4 separate regions of the Sus scrofa genome follow, and regions 2, 3 and 4 are each linked to region 1. A link is a contact called in public Hi-C and HiChIP or PLAC-seq data. All regions are on one chromosome and are shown on one strand. The core of a region is the stretch at or near the end of the contact, and the rest is flanking DNA. Distances in the headings are between cores, read along the strand shown. Region 1 overlaps PBX1 (pre-B-cell leukemia transcription factor 1). Region 2 holds the start of PBX1 (pre-B-cell leukemia transcription factor 1). Region 3 has its middle 370 kb from the start of PBX1. Region 4 overlaps PBX1 (pre-B-cell leukemia transcription factor 1).

Region 1 (2,700 bases), core at 155-2,654:
TCGTCACTGCTTCTCAGAAGCTCACAGTCTTGCTGGCAAGGCAGCAGCTGTGACATTGGCTGTTCTGAGATGTGCTGTGGCTGTGATGTAGATAGTACTTGCCCTGGTGGCTTAGAGGCAAGGGAGTTCATTTTTAGCTATTGTCTGGGTAGGTTTCAAGGAGAAAGATTTTGAGCTGAGATTTGAAATGGGATGGCACGGTAGTTAGTGGTTTTTTATGGCTGAAAGGGAAGAGCCACATGGCCCAGTGGCTCTAACTATAATGGTTCTATGGCAGAAAAAAAGTCATTGAAGAGGATCGGATTTGGAGGAAATTTCAAAGAAAGTAAGAAATCGATGGGAAGAACTTCCTTCCTTCCTACCTCATATCTGATTATCTTTCCTTAGAGTGTCAGACATGGGAGTTCACTTGTGGCACAGTGGGTTAAGGATCCAGCATCGGCACTGAAGCAGCTCAGGCCTAGCCCAGGAACTTCTACATGCTGTGGGTGTAGCCAAAAATATATAAAGAAACAAACAAAACAAGCATATCAGTCATGCCCTGGGCATCAGGACGTTGTGTGCATGCGTGCTTGTGTGCATCTGTACACTCCTATGCAGAACTGAAATCATATCCCCTTGGCTACTGTAGGGTTCTGTGAGTCAGAACCCTACTGTTGTAGTAGAAGATGAAGTGGCTAAGTGTGAAAGACCTAAATTCCAGTCATGGCATTTCCCGTTTGCTTTGATTGGGGGGAAACTACTCAGCCTTCGTTTATCCACTATCTAATTTTTTAATATTCATGTTTTATATAAGGTGATGCAATTCATGGTGCCGAAGTACTTTCTGAACAAATAAAAGGTGTAACTGTGATATTTCCAGGAGGCAGGCACTTTGCTCTATTTCTCAAAATGCAGGGACAATGTATTTCTGTCCCACACTTCTGTCCAAAGTTCTGACCACCTGGGAGATAGCAGAGCAGGTTTGGCGATGAGCCTGGGCGAGCTTCCTGGTCAGGTGTATTGAAGACCAACTTGTGGACAGTGGAACACCTGCACAGGGGTTCAGTCTTATGATTTCAGATCAAGCAAAGGGATTGGTCGGAAAGTATGAGGTCTCATCCTGGGGGGAACGCCTTGTGCCCTTTTCCCAACCACACGTCTCTTGTCTATCCATCTCTTATCTCTGTTGACCCCTCAGCCCAGCTTTGGTCCCTGAACTGCTGTTTGAATCTGAAGACCACTGTCTCTGTAGAGCTGCTCTCCTTCTCTGCTGTCTGCCCCACCCGTGGAAGCAGGAATCTAAGTGGGGTTATTTTCCCCAGCTCGAAAAGAACCTGGGGACTGGAAAAGACCAGGCCCTCCCAGCCCAGCCAGTCCTTGGTGAAGAAAGAGTGCCCTCTAGTGGACATTGTCTGGAGCTGCTCCGGATTCCCGTGGAAGCTCCGCCAAGGACAAAACAACCCCCTCGCTGCCCTCCTGCCAAGGATCTTGAATATGCCTTTGGGTTTAGTTTGTTTTTCTCCTGGTGTGAAGAGAAATAAATAAATAAAGAACAGCGGGAGACCAGTTGTGAGAGCAGCTTCGACAGTGCTGTGACAGCCCCCTTATCTTGGGAGTTTCACCAAAGAATTAACCCCAGGCCAGTGACGTGACATGAGGCTTTTTAAAGGGCATGAGAAGATTTCTATATAAATCACTTATCTTTCTTGACTGGTCTCTTACATGAGGAAAAGGAAACTCTTTAAGGATGATTACCGAAAGGGTTAAATCTCTCGTTGGGTGACCTTTTTCGGAGAGCAAATCCACTGCAGTTGATTTCATTTTTGGTAGTGGATGTTTTCAGACCTGACGGTTAAACCCCTATATGCACTGGCATAAGCAGGGGATTTTTTTTTCCCTTTAAAACCTGTTTCAGTAAAAGCGGTTGGGCTGGGGAGCCCAGAGGGGAGAGGGCGGGGGAGGACGCAGGGCGCCCATCAGGGGAGCAGGAACCTGATCATATGTGATGGTTGCTGGATTAGGTAACAGCTCTGCTGGTTGAAATTGGATCTTGGAGGATGAGTGTTAACATCTCTGGTGTCCTGGCGAAAGGTTCATTTGAGACTTGCATGGTGCCACAGAGATAAAAAGGAGCTTTTAAATAATCATTTTGTCTCCTACTTGCCAGAGTGCTGACTTCAAGCAGTAAATAGGTAGCATCACTTCTGCTTAGACATATCGGCCTTTTCATTTATTTATTTAATGTCGGTGGGATTTTTTTTTTTTTAAATTCGCTAGCTGAACAGTTTTTCGTACCAGTGAATCCCAGCACCCACTTTTATCGTGGAACATTTGCATCCTGCTCCTTCTGTGCAGAAATCTGTACATACAGTGCTGTTTATTGGTCCATCCATGCCTCCTCCCGGCACACACGCACAGCCCGAGACCATCAGAACCAGAACCTTCCATGTGTTGTGGTGGAAAAAGAACATTTTCTCTTCATGTTCTGTGTGTGTGTGTGTGTGTGTGTGTGTGTGTGTGTGTGTGTGTGTGTGCGCGCGCGCATGTGTGTATATAGTTGTGGTTGTGGTTCTGACCCTACTCTGAAACTTCTATTTTCATAATGATTTGAACATAATTTAAAGGGCGTAATTTGGAGAGGACTGTTGGGATTTTGTTTTTTTCTGTTGTTTTATTCACATCTCTGGCATGGGGCCTATTTATGAGTCTCGAACTCTG
Region 2 (2,853 bases), core at 23-2,522, 240 kb before region 1:
CCATTGTAACTATGTACCCAGTCAGATTTCCTCCCTCACATTGCCTGATGGAAAGATTGGAAGCAAATTTACGGTCTACTTGGCACTTCAGTATTGAACTTTAGCTACGAGTCTCTTATTAGGTATTCCCCTTATTTATTTTATTTTTTCATTCTTTATTATCAAGTTGAGTTAATTTGTTTGAATATGTATCATTTTAAGCATAGTGAGTCTCTTTTTCAAACAAGATGGGCAGTACACACATAACTAATTTTTATACATTTCTATTAGATGGAGGCATCCCTTCCTTGACACTTAATAACTGTAGGACCTTGAAGAAGTTATTTAACCTTTTCAAGTTCCTTCTCTGTTAAATGGAACTAATAATCCATAACTCTCACAGATGTCTTAGGGATTAAATAAAATAACTTATGTAAATTACTTGGTGCATAGTAGGCATTCAATAAATGTCAGTTCACTTCTTATCTCAGTTAATAATGCTTATTAAACTATATTAAAAACTAGAACCAGACTATGATAATGCATTTCTTTATTAAGTATTTAAGCCAAATAACTAATTTCCCCCAGGGGGAAAAGAGAGAGATGTTGAATTAGTTTCGGTGAACTTATTTATTAATCTTTTCTCCCTCAGTATTATTGTTTCATATCCATAATTTAGCTTGCATGCAACAAAAATGTCACAGTTCAACATTACTTTGAACTCTGTTGTGTTTTTTTAAAATCTATTTTTATATTTGCTATTTATTATATGTTATTGAACATTATATTAACAGTTCAGTTGTGTTTCCTAAGAACTTCGTGCTGACAGACTTTCGCTCTCAAGTTTCCCTGAGGTCTAACGACTTAAAAGGATCAAGTTTTAAACGGCAAGGTTACAGCAAAAGAAAAACGTGGGTAGGAGGGGGAGATCCACACCGTCAGCGTTCTTTCCCATTAATTTTATACGTTTGCATTTAAGTGGAGCCACGTTTTCCTCAAGGACGGACTCTAAGTGAGACAAGCAAGAAAAGTGGGCACCAACTAATTGAGCTGGTGCTACGGTATCATTGCACCTTTAAGGACTGGAGACTTGGTATTAGCTCGGCCTCCTTCCCGGCCCACCTCTGAACTCTGATTGACAGGCCGCCGGGCGAGGAGGAGCCGAAGGAGGCCGAGGAGGAGGCGCAGGGAGGAAAGTAGGGGGAGGTGGGGACCGTCTTTTCTCTGATGACCAATCAGAAAGAGGGGGCGGGGCTCATGGTGCCCTCCTCCCTCCTTCCCTCCCCCGCCTCACGGCTTCCCCGCCCCCTCCCCTCTTTCCTCTGCCCCCTCCCCTCTCCTCCTTCTCGTCCTCCTCCTTCTCCTCCTCCTCCTCCTCTCAGGCTGTGGTTTTTCTGTGTATGTTTCTGGAGTCCTGAGCCTGAGCTAAACAAAAGCAGGAGGCTGACGGGGCTGCTGGAGTTTGCAGAGACACGGAGGAGGAGAGAGCCTGTGCTCTGCCTGCCGCCGCGGCTGGGGGAGATCTGGCTTTTGCAACAGCCCACCCCCTTTGAGATCACTCTGGCCCGGAGTGGGGGTGGGGGGCAGCGGGGGGTGGGGGGGAAAGTTTGCATTGCAATCCCCCTGCCTTCCTCTCCTTTCTCCCGATCAATGCATATTTGCAAAAGGATTAAGCCACAGATTTAAGCGCCTGGAGCCCATTTCTGCCTTGCAAAGGAGACCGGACTGAAAAACCAAAAGCCAGCTCTGATTTCTTTTCGTCAAGTGGGAAGGTGGTTTATTTTTCTTGCTTTTTGGAGTCAACACCCTTCCCCACCAGCCCTTATCCCCACCCTCACCCCGCAACCCCTTCACGCCCCCCTCCCCCTCCCCACTCCCCATCCTCCCACCATCCTCTAAAGAGGCAAAGGGATTTTTTTTTCTTTTGGTCTTCTTTTTTCCCGTTCCCTGTTTATCCTGAAAAGGATCTGAAGACAGCTTGAAGGATAAAAAGCCTTGGTGCTTCCCAGGAGCCGAGCCGAGGAGCAGAAGAGGAAGAGCCGGGGGCTGCCGTTGCCTTTGGAGATGGACGAGCAGCCCAGGCTGATGCATTCCCATGCTGGGGTCGGGATGGCCGGACACCCCGGCCTGTCCCAGCACTTGCAGGATGGGGCCGGAGGGACCGAGGGGGAGGGCGGGAGGAAGCAGGACATTGGAGACATTTTACAGCAAATTATGACCATCACAGACCAGAGTTTGGATGAGGCGCAGGCCAGGTGAGATGGAGGCTTTTCTTTTCCTTTCTTGGGGTTTTTTGTTTTTCTCCCTCTCGCTGGGGGAAACAATGGGAACCGAATCACCACAGCGCTTTCTTTTTAAATGTTATTTCTTTGCCCATTTTGACGAGCAACTGTATGGCGGAGGAGTAAAAATTGGAGGAGCGTTGTTATCGAAAGTGTAATCTCCCATGCCGTGATGTGTGTATATATATATATATATATTTATATATATAGTGTATGTATGTATGTGTGTGTGTGTGTGTGAATATAGAGGTATTCCTATATAGCCATACAAACACTCAAGCACGCCAAAAAATACTGGCAACTGATCCAAAAGCGGCCCTCGGCACTTTTTACTGCTTTAAAAAAGTATCCAGAGAGAGCAGAATTGTCAAGTTTTGAAGAGCATTCCATGCCTTCTTGTTGAGGGACTCCGTAACATTACAAAATAAAATGTCCCAAGAACACTTTATTTGCAAATTTAGTTGACTCCTTACCTAAATCAGAGACTTTGAATTTTCTTTCTTGACGTACTCCTCCAAAATTATTTTTTCTTTCCCCCTTTCTCTCCCTATTAAAAACAAAAAAAAAAAAAAAAAGAAAAGAAAAAGCAGGG
Region 3 (2,700 bases), core at 57-2,556, 130 kb after region 1:
ATAAGTAAATTTTGAGTTGTTTGGCTCTGAACCTCTCACACTTCTCCACCTGCTTGGGAATGCTACCTCTTTCCATCTGCTATTCAAAATTTATTCATCTGCATAGATCCATCTTGAATTCTAGCTCCCAGATGAATCTTTCCCAGATCACCTCCATGACAAACCATTTCTCTTTCCTTTGAATCCCAGTAGCTCTGGTTTCCTGGGTGATCTGTAGGAAAGCGGTAGAGTGGTTGGGAACATGGATTTAGGAGGGAGGGAAGTATACGTCCCACATCTCATGTGAACAGTTGCTAACTGAATGGAGTTATTTCTCCTCTTCCTGTCTCAGTTTCTCGGGTTTTGGGTGTGTTTGCACAAATACCCAATTATAATACTTAGCTCTTTGGGAGGTTGTGAAGGTTGAGTGAAATAATATATGTTGCACCTGTGTCATAGGTAGTCTATTAATATATTTTTAATATATTTTAATATACTTTAAATAAATATTTAATAATTCTCTTTGGTTCCTTCATTCAATGAGTATTTGATGAGTGCCTTCTATGTACCTGGTCCTATTCCATGAAACAGACAATATCTCTGCCCTAAGGAGCTTAGATGCTAGTGGGGAAGGAGGGGAAAACATAAAATAAACTACAAACTGTGGCCAAAGTGACAAGTGTTAGAAACATAAGGTAGTGGCGGGAGATAGTGAGTGCTTTATATCAGAGTGATAAGAGAGCCTAAAACAAAGACCTAATGAAGGTGAGGGGTTGACCTATGAAGGTATTTTGAGAAAAGAGGTCTCCAGGTGAAGGTGACAGCAAGCAGGTTCAAAGTGCTCAGAAGGTCCATCCCAGTGTTTGGGGGAAAATGTGGCTGAGAAGAAGGAAAAGTAGGAAATGAGATCAGGGAGGTAAATGAGGAGGCACAAACCAGGAAGAACCATGTCGATGACTTAGGGCTCTGGCTTATACCCTGAACATGAAGGGATGACATTGGATTGTTTTCATCAGGGGAGGGACAACTTTCTGACTTCACATTTTAAGAATCACTCTTGCTGCTAGCTTCAGGATAGACTGTAGGTGGGTAAAGACAGAACCTGGGAAAGCTCTCAGGAGACTGTTGTGGCCATAAACTGAGTGGGAGAGGAACGTGACCTAGGTAAGAGTGCAGGTGAAGGGGATGAGTGTGGTTAGAGTCTGGCTAGTTTTGGAAGAAGAGCCAATGCACTTGTAATAGAGACCAGTTGGCCTCCATTCAGAAATAGCTCCAAGATTTCTGAGCGCAGAGTTGTTGTCAGCTGGAGTGAGGAAGACCAGGGACACCAGGCTGGGAGTGAAGTCCAGGAGTCGAGCTTTGGACATGGTAAGCATGTAGTACCTATTAAATATCCATGTGGGGACGCTGAGCCATGTTACCTAGGCTAGTCTTCCTTTTAAATATTTCATGGTTATTCTCAGGGGAGAATTTAAATTTTTAGAGGGTCGGTAGTGCCCCTTCCTCTAGCCTCCCTAATAGTACCATTTAGCCAAGAGGTCAGTTCCATCATCTTGTACATTCTTCGGAACCTCCTTCAGTTCTTAGAGTAATTCTAGGTACAATAGATATCTGATTTGTATCAGGTAGAGAAGACAGAAACTGCAGGGCAAGAACTTTGGATCCCATGAATGCTTTTAAAACAGAACCCTCATGATTCTAAGACCTTTTGGTAAAAGAACTTGGTCCTCCATGTGGAAACCTTTGAAAGCACTAACACATTCCGCAGTCCCATGTGAAACCTTAGTGAGTGTCCAGGCAGCCAATGCTGTGTGGCAAAGACATTCATGCTTCCAGGTTCCCCAGAAACAAGAGAATAAAAGGCAGAAGATGAATGGCCTTTGCTTCTGAAACAGCTGCCGCTGCTCCTGCATCTGCAAGGCCGGTTGATTTAGAGATATGTGAAGAGAGCCTCTGAGCCCCTGGCTCCTGCCAAGTGAATTAGCAGGTGCATCCCATGGCAAGGGTTATCATTCTATTCCAGGTGCTACAGGACAAGTGCCCTGGAGCTGGAAGATGAAATCCGCTTGCTCCCAGAGGAACCTGCAGACACACCTGGGCACAGCTCTGAAGGTCAAGGTCATCTTGCTCTGGAGACTGATTTGGAGTCAAGTCAATAGCACTCAACAAAGACTGATTCCCAAGGGAGGTGCCTGGGATTGCTGTTACTGGAGGATCCTGATCATAGTGCCAACTCTCCATTACCTGGGACAATACACATGGAGGTGGAGGTGGGCATGGAGGCACAAGTTGATATAAACAGTAAATAACCCAGAAACTGAAACCATTTTCTCCCTGACAGTGAATGATATTGAGACGTACTCAGGCCACTCTCGGCAGATATTTCAGATACCAGTTCATCACAGGCTAGTTTCCCCCTTCCCCTCCAAAATTAAATGTTCTATAACAAGATTTCTATGCAATTCTGGAAAATGAAATAGATTTCTTTGCACAGGATTTCTCAAACTCTTAATAGGCTAATAGGCACTGACATTTTCCAAAGTGGGGAGTTCCTAGTGGCTCAGTGGGTTATGAATCCAACTAGTTTTCATGAGGATGTGGGTCCAGTCCCTGGCCTTGCTCAGTGGGTTAAAGATCTGGAGATGCCATGAGCTGTGATGTGGGTTGCAGGAGTAGCTCAGAACTGGCTTGGCTGTACTGTGGAGCGGTCCAGCAGCTGCC
Region 4 (2,940 bases), core at 270-2,769, 160 kb before region 1:
TCAGAATGATGCTTGGAGAATTTTCTGAAGTTCTTTGGAGAGATTTAGCAGAGAATGCATTTGCCTTCGATGGTATATAAAGACCGCTTCCCTGGAGGGCAGAGCAGAACTTTATATGGTTCCTCTTAGAGGGGCTCTTAGAAAGCTTAGCACATTAAGAAGTTGGGCTAAAATAAAACTCAGAGAGAAAATAAATGAATGTGAGTCTTATGTGAGTCTAGCTTGGGAACAATGGAGCTGGTAATATAGTGGCCGAGACAGTTGACTGGAAGCCAAGGGCTTCTGAGTTCAAGTGCACACTGGGACACTAACTTCCACTGGGATTTGGGGCATCTGTTTCTTTATCACCCAAAGGCAGGAGGTGGGCTGAGGGCATCCTGTTATATAGTAGGCAGCCATTCAACGTGAACAATAAGTCGATGACTTTGGCCCTGTTGTTGAGGAGCTGACAGATTGTGACCAATGAGGTTGGGGTGACTGGAGGACAATTTTGCCCTCAGTTGGGAGAGGCTTGCCAAATTCCCCTGGCATTGGTCCGGAACCACAGACAGAAACATCACCGTTTAAGGTATTTGGCCCTTTTACTTTATCCTCGTCCACTACACGGCTGATCCTAGGAAAAAGAGCACTCTTCCACCAATGAATTCTTCAGAGGTCTGGAGCAGACAGCCCAGGCTTTTTTCTCCAAAAGCTCCAGCCTGCTGACTCAAGCTCTTTTCTCATCTCTCTGGCATGTCGCTGCACTCAGGATAAGATTTGTGTGACCATCAGGTACAAATTCATGTGTCACTTTTTGATTAAATGGGGCCATCTTGCTCTAGGGGTCACCGGGCATGTGGGGGGGACCCATTCCTACTTCTAAGGTCCCTTGAATTTCAGCCCTTTTCTTTGAAAGCTGTAAGGCAACAGTTCAGGGCACTTGTGCTGCTGCTATGGCTGTGCCTATATTTGATGGGGAAGGCTGGTTGCCAAGCAGCAGGGAATGGACATGATCGTGTTGCCTAGCAACAGCGGCAGCGTGGTCACTTGCGCAGATTTCTGCGCCTCTTCCTGTTTGGTCTGCTGGAAAATACAGATGGCTTCCGTGGGTCGCTCTCTACCCTGGCCACAGTGAGATGTTGGAAAAACAGTGAACCGGGGTGGATAAATGCACAAGCAGGTGGTTTAAAATGATTACTTTCTAAACTGTCTAGGGCCGAGCTTTTTGTACGGTGTTCCTCCATTTCCCCTTTGAAGATATTGTACGTACCCAGCGTGACCTGTAGATTGATTGCAGAGCCAGGAGAGGAGTCTTAGGAAAAAGTACCCCACTTCTTTGCGTGCTGCCTCTTCTGAGCCTGGTGGAGCCTTCGCACTGGGGAGCATGTGTGAATATAATATAAAACAGTCAATTTTCTGATAAATACACACACACACACACACACACACAGGCCTGTGTGAAAAAGATACAGGAGGAGCAGAGCGTGACCACCTATTGTTTGTTGGGGTCTGAGGAACAAAGCAGTCGGGAGAGATAAAGGCAGGCGAGCCCTGCGGGTCTGCCCTTTCTCCCTGCTCTGACCAGCACCTCGCATGTGACACAGCTCAGTGAGGTCACTTGCTCATTCCAGATTCTAAAGATGCTTCCTTGGCAGAGGCCTCCTAGGTCAGAGGCCTCTTGGCGGTGGTTGTATGTTTGGAGCACCAGGAGTGTTTGGAGCTGAATGCTTAAGGAATGGATTTTCTGGCAGTGAGAGAAAGAGAGTGAGCATCTGACCCTTAGCCCTCCTAGGGTGAGGAGGTACCTCCCTACCCACTCCCGTTCCTGTCTATGGAGTTGAATTGTAGCCAAGTACCGGCTTGGTGTCAGCAGGCCCTGGTTCTGTCTTTAATGTCACTGCCTACCTGCGGTGTGGCTCTTTGAGGCCCTTTGTCCCACCTGAACCTTTGCATTCCTGTCTAGGAAGATAATAGCAAACTCAGCCTCACAGGGAGGGCTTGAAGGTTCAGAAAGGCCCTGGTTTGTTGGCACATCTGGCCTAGAGCCAGTGTGTAGGGATTCTTGCTGCCAACCTCCTCCTAGCAGTTTAAGAGCAGGAAGAGAGAAGGGAAGGCAAGCTCTGCACAGCACAGATTTCGCCATCTTGGTTTCTGTTCCCAGCCTTAGCCTTCCAGATGATGAGCCAGTATTTCCATCCATTTAGGTTAGAAAAGACGAGAGACCCCTCTCCTTTTGGAGGCTTGACTTGGTCCCTTGGGAGCCTGGAGGGGGCTAATTGATTTTCAGTAGTTTCCTAGTTTTTACAAAATCAGTAAGGATGGGTTGTTTGCATTTCACAGATGATGAGACAGGAATGTAGAACAGTGGGCTAATTTGTTGGGGATTCTCGAGACCATTGGTTCCAAGTTGGGATCAAAATCCTAGGGCCTGATGGGGTAAAGGAAGCCTCTGGCAAAGCCAGAGGGAGTAGGTTAGTGTAGGACATCTCTGTGGAGTCAGAACATCCTAGGAACTGAGGAGACTTGGATTTTAGGTTTCAAGTTGCCAGGTCAGTGAGTGTCCTCTGGATAGATTGAAGCATGGCTTTTGGCAGCCCAGCTGAGCTGCCAGGCCTGAGTCTGCTCTGTTGTACGTCCACTAGTCTGCAGAGGGGCAAAGGCATTCTAATGCAGAAGCTCCAGCTCTCATTGAAGTCCTGCTAAAGGCCCTGGTTCTTCAGTTTCCTCAGAGTCAGGGAAACCTAGGGCTAGGAATTACCAGCTTTGGCTACTTTAAAAGTGCTCTACTCAGTGGATTGCTCCATGAAGGACAGCATGTCCTTCTTTTGCATTGGTTACTTGTCTCTCTCTTTTTTTCTTTTTTGGTCTTTTTAGGGCCACACGCATAGCATATGGAAGTTCCCATGCTGTGGATCACATTCGAGCTTCAGCTGCTGGCCTGTGCCACAGCCAGAGCAATGC

The links. A called contact is a pair of places that touch in the nucleus more often than the background predicts. HiChIP or PLAC-seq counts read pairs in DNA pulled down with a chosen protein or histone mark.
Region 2: a contact with region 1 is called in an H3K27ac HiChIP or PLAC-seq map of skeletal muscle, with 3 times the contacts expected there. The contact joins the promoter of PBX1 here to the enhancer-like site in region 1. A contact is called at or near these places in 1 of 5 promoter capture datasets (fetal liver), 14 of 47 Hi-C or Micro-C datasets (alveolar macrophages, embryonic fibroblasts, epiblast stem cells and 9 more) and 1 of 2 datasets of contacts at active chromatin or transcription factors (skeletal muscle).
Region 3: a Hi-C map of fetal heart ventricle shows a contact between it and region 1, with 2.7 times the contacts expected there. The contact joins two enhancer-like sites. A contact is called at or near these places in 3 of 47 Hi-C or Micro-C datasets (fetal heart ventricle, heart right ventricle and skeletal muscle) and 1 of 2 datasets of contacts at active chromatin or transcription factors (skeletal muscle).
Region 4: an H3K27ac HiChIP or PLAC-seq map of skeletal muscle shows a contact between it and region 1. The contact joins two enhancer-like sites. A contact is called at or near these places in 3 of 47 Hi-C or Micro-C datasets (epiblast stem cells and skeletal muscle) and 1 of 2 datasets of contacts at active chromatin or transcription factors (skeletal muscle).

What each region holds. Positions count from the first base shown.
Region 1 is chr4:85,926,530-85,929,229 of Sscrofa11.1, reverse strand. All of the region lies in intron 2 of PBX1 (pre-B-cell leukemia transcription factor 1), which reads left to right. Among named protein-coding and RNA genes, the nearest start is that of PBX1, 240 kb to the left of the region's middle. Within about 2 kb of position 1,404, at least 22 of the 83 cell types and tissues checked have an H3K27ac peak or open chromatin away from gene starts, as enhancers often do. A contact at or near this core is called in fetal liver, fetal skeletal muscle, omental adipose tissue and 1 more, where this site is marked.
Region 2 is chr4:86,168,693-86,171,545 of Sscrofa11.1, reverse strand. PBX1 (pre-B-cell leukemia transcription factor 1) reads left to right here and starts at 1,272. Exons shown (of 9, transcript XM_005655372.3): 1 at 1,272-2,234. The coding sequence starts at 2,044.
Region 3 is chr4:85,797,512-85,800,211 of Sscrofa11.1, reverse strand. No RefSeq gene overlaps it. Among named protein-coding and RNA genes, the nearest start is that of PBX1, 370 kb to the left of the region's middle. Within about 2 kb of position 1,306, at least 1 of the 83 cell types and tissues checked has an H3K27ac peak or open chromatin away from gene starts, as enhancers often do.
Region 4 is chr4:86,088,565-86,091,504 of Sscrofa11.1, reverse strand. All of the region lies in intron 2 of PBX1 (pre-B-cell leukemia transcription factor 1), which reads left to right. Among named protein-coding and RNA genes, the nearest start is that of PBX1, 80 kb to the left of the region's middle. Within about 2 kb of position 1,519, at least 15 of the 83 cell types and tissues checked have an H3K27ac peak or open chromatin away from gene starts, as enhancers often do. A contact at or near this core is called in skeletal muscle, where this site is marked.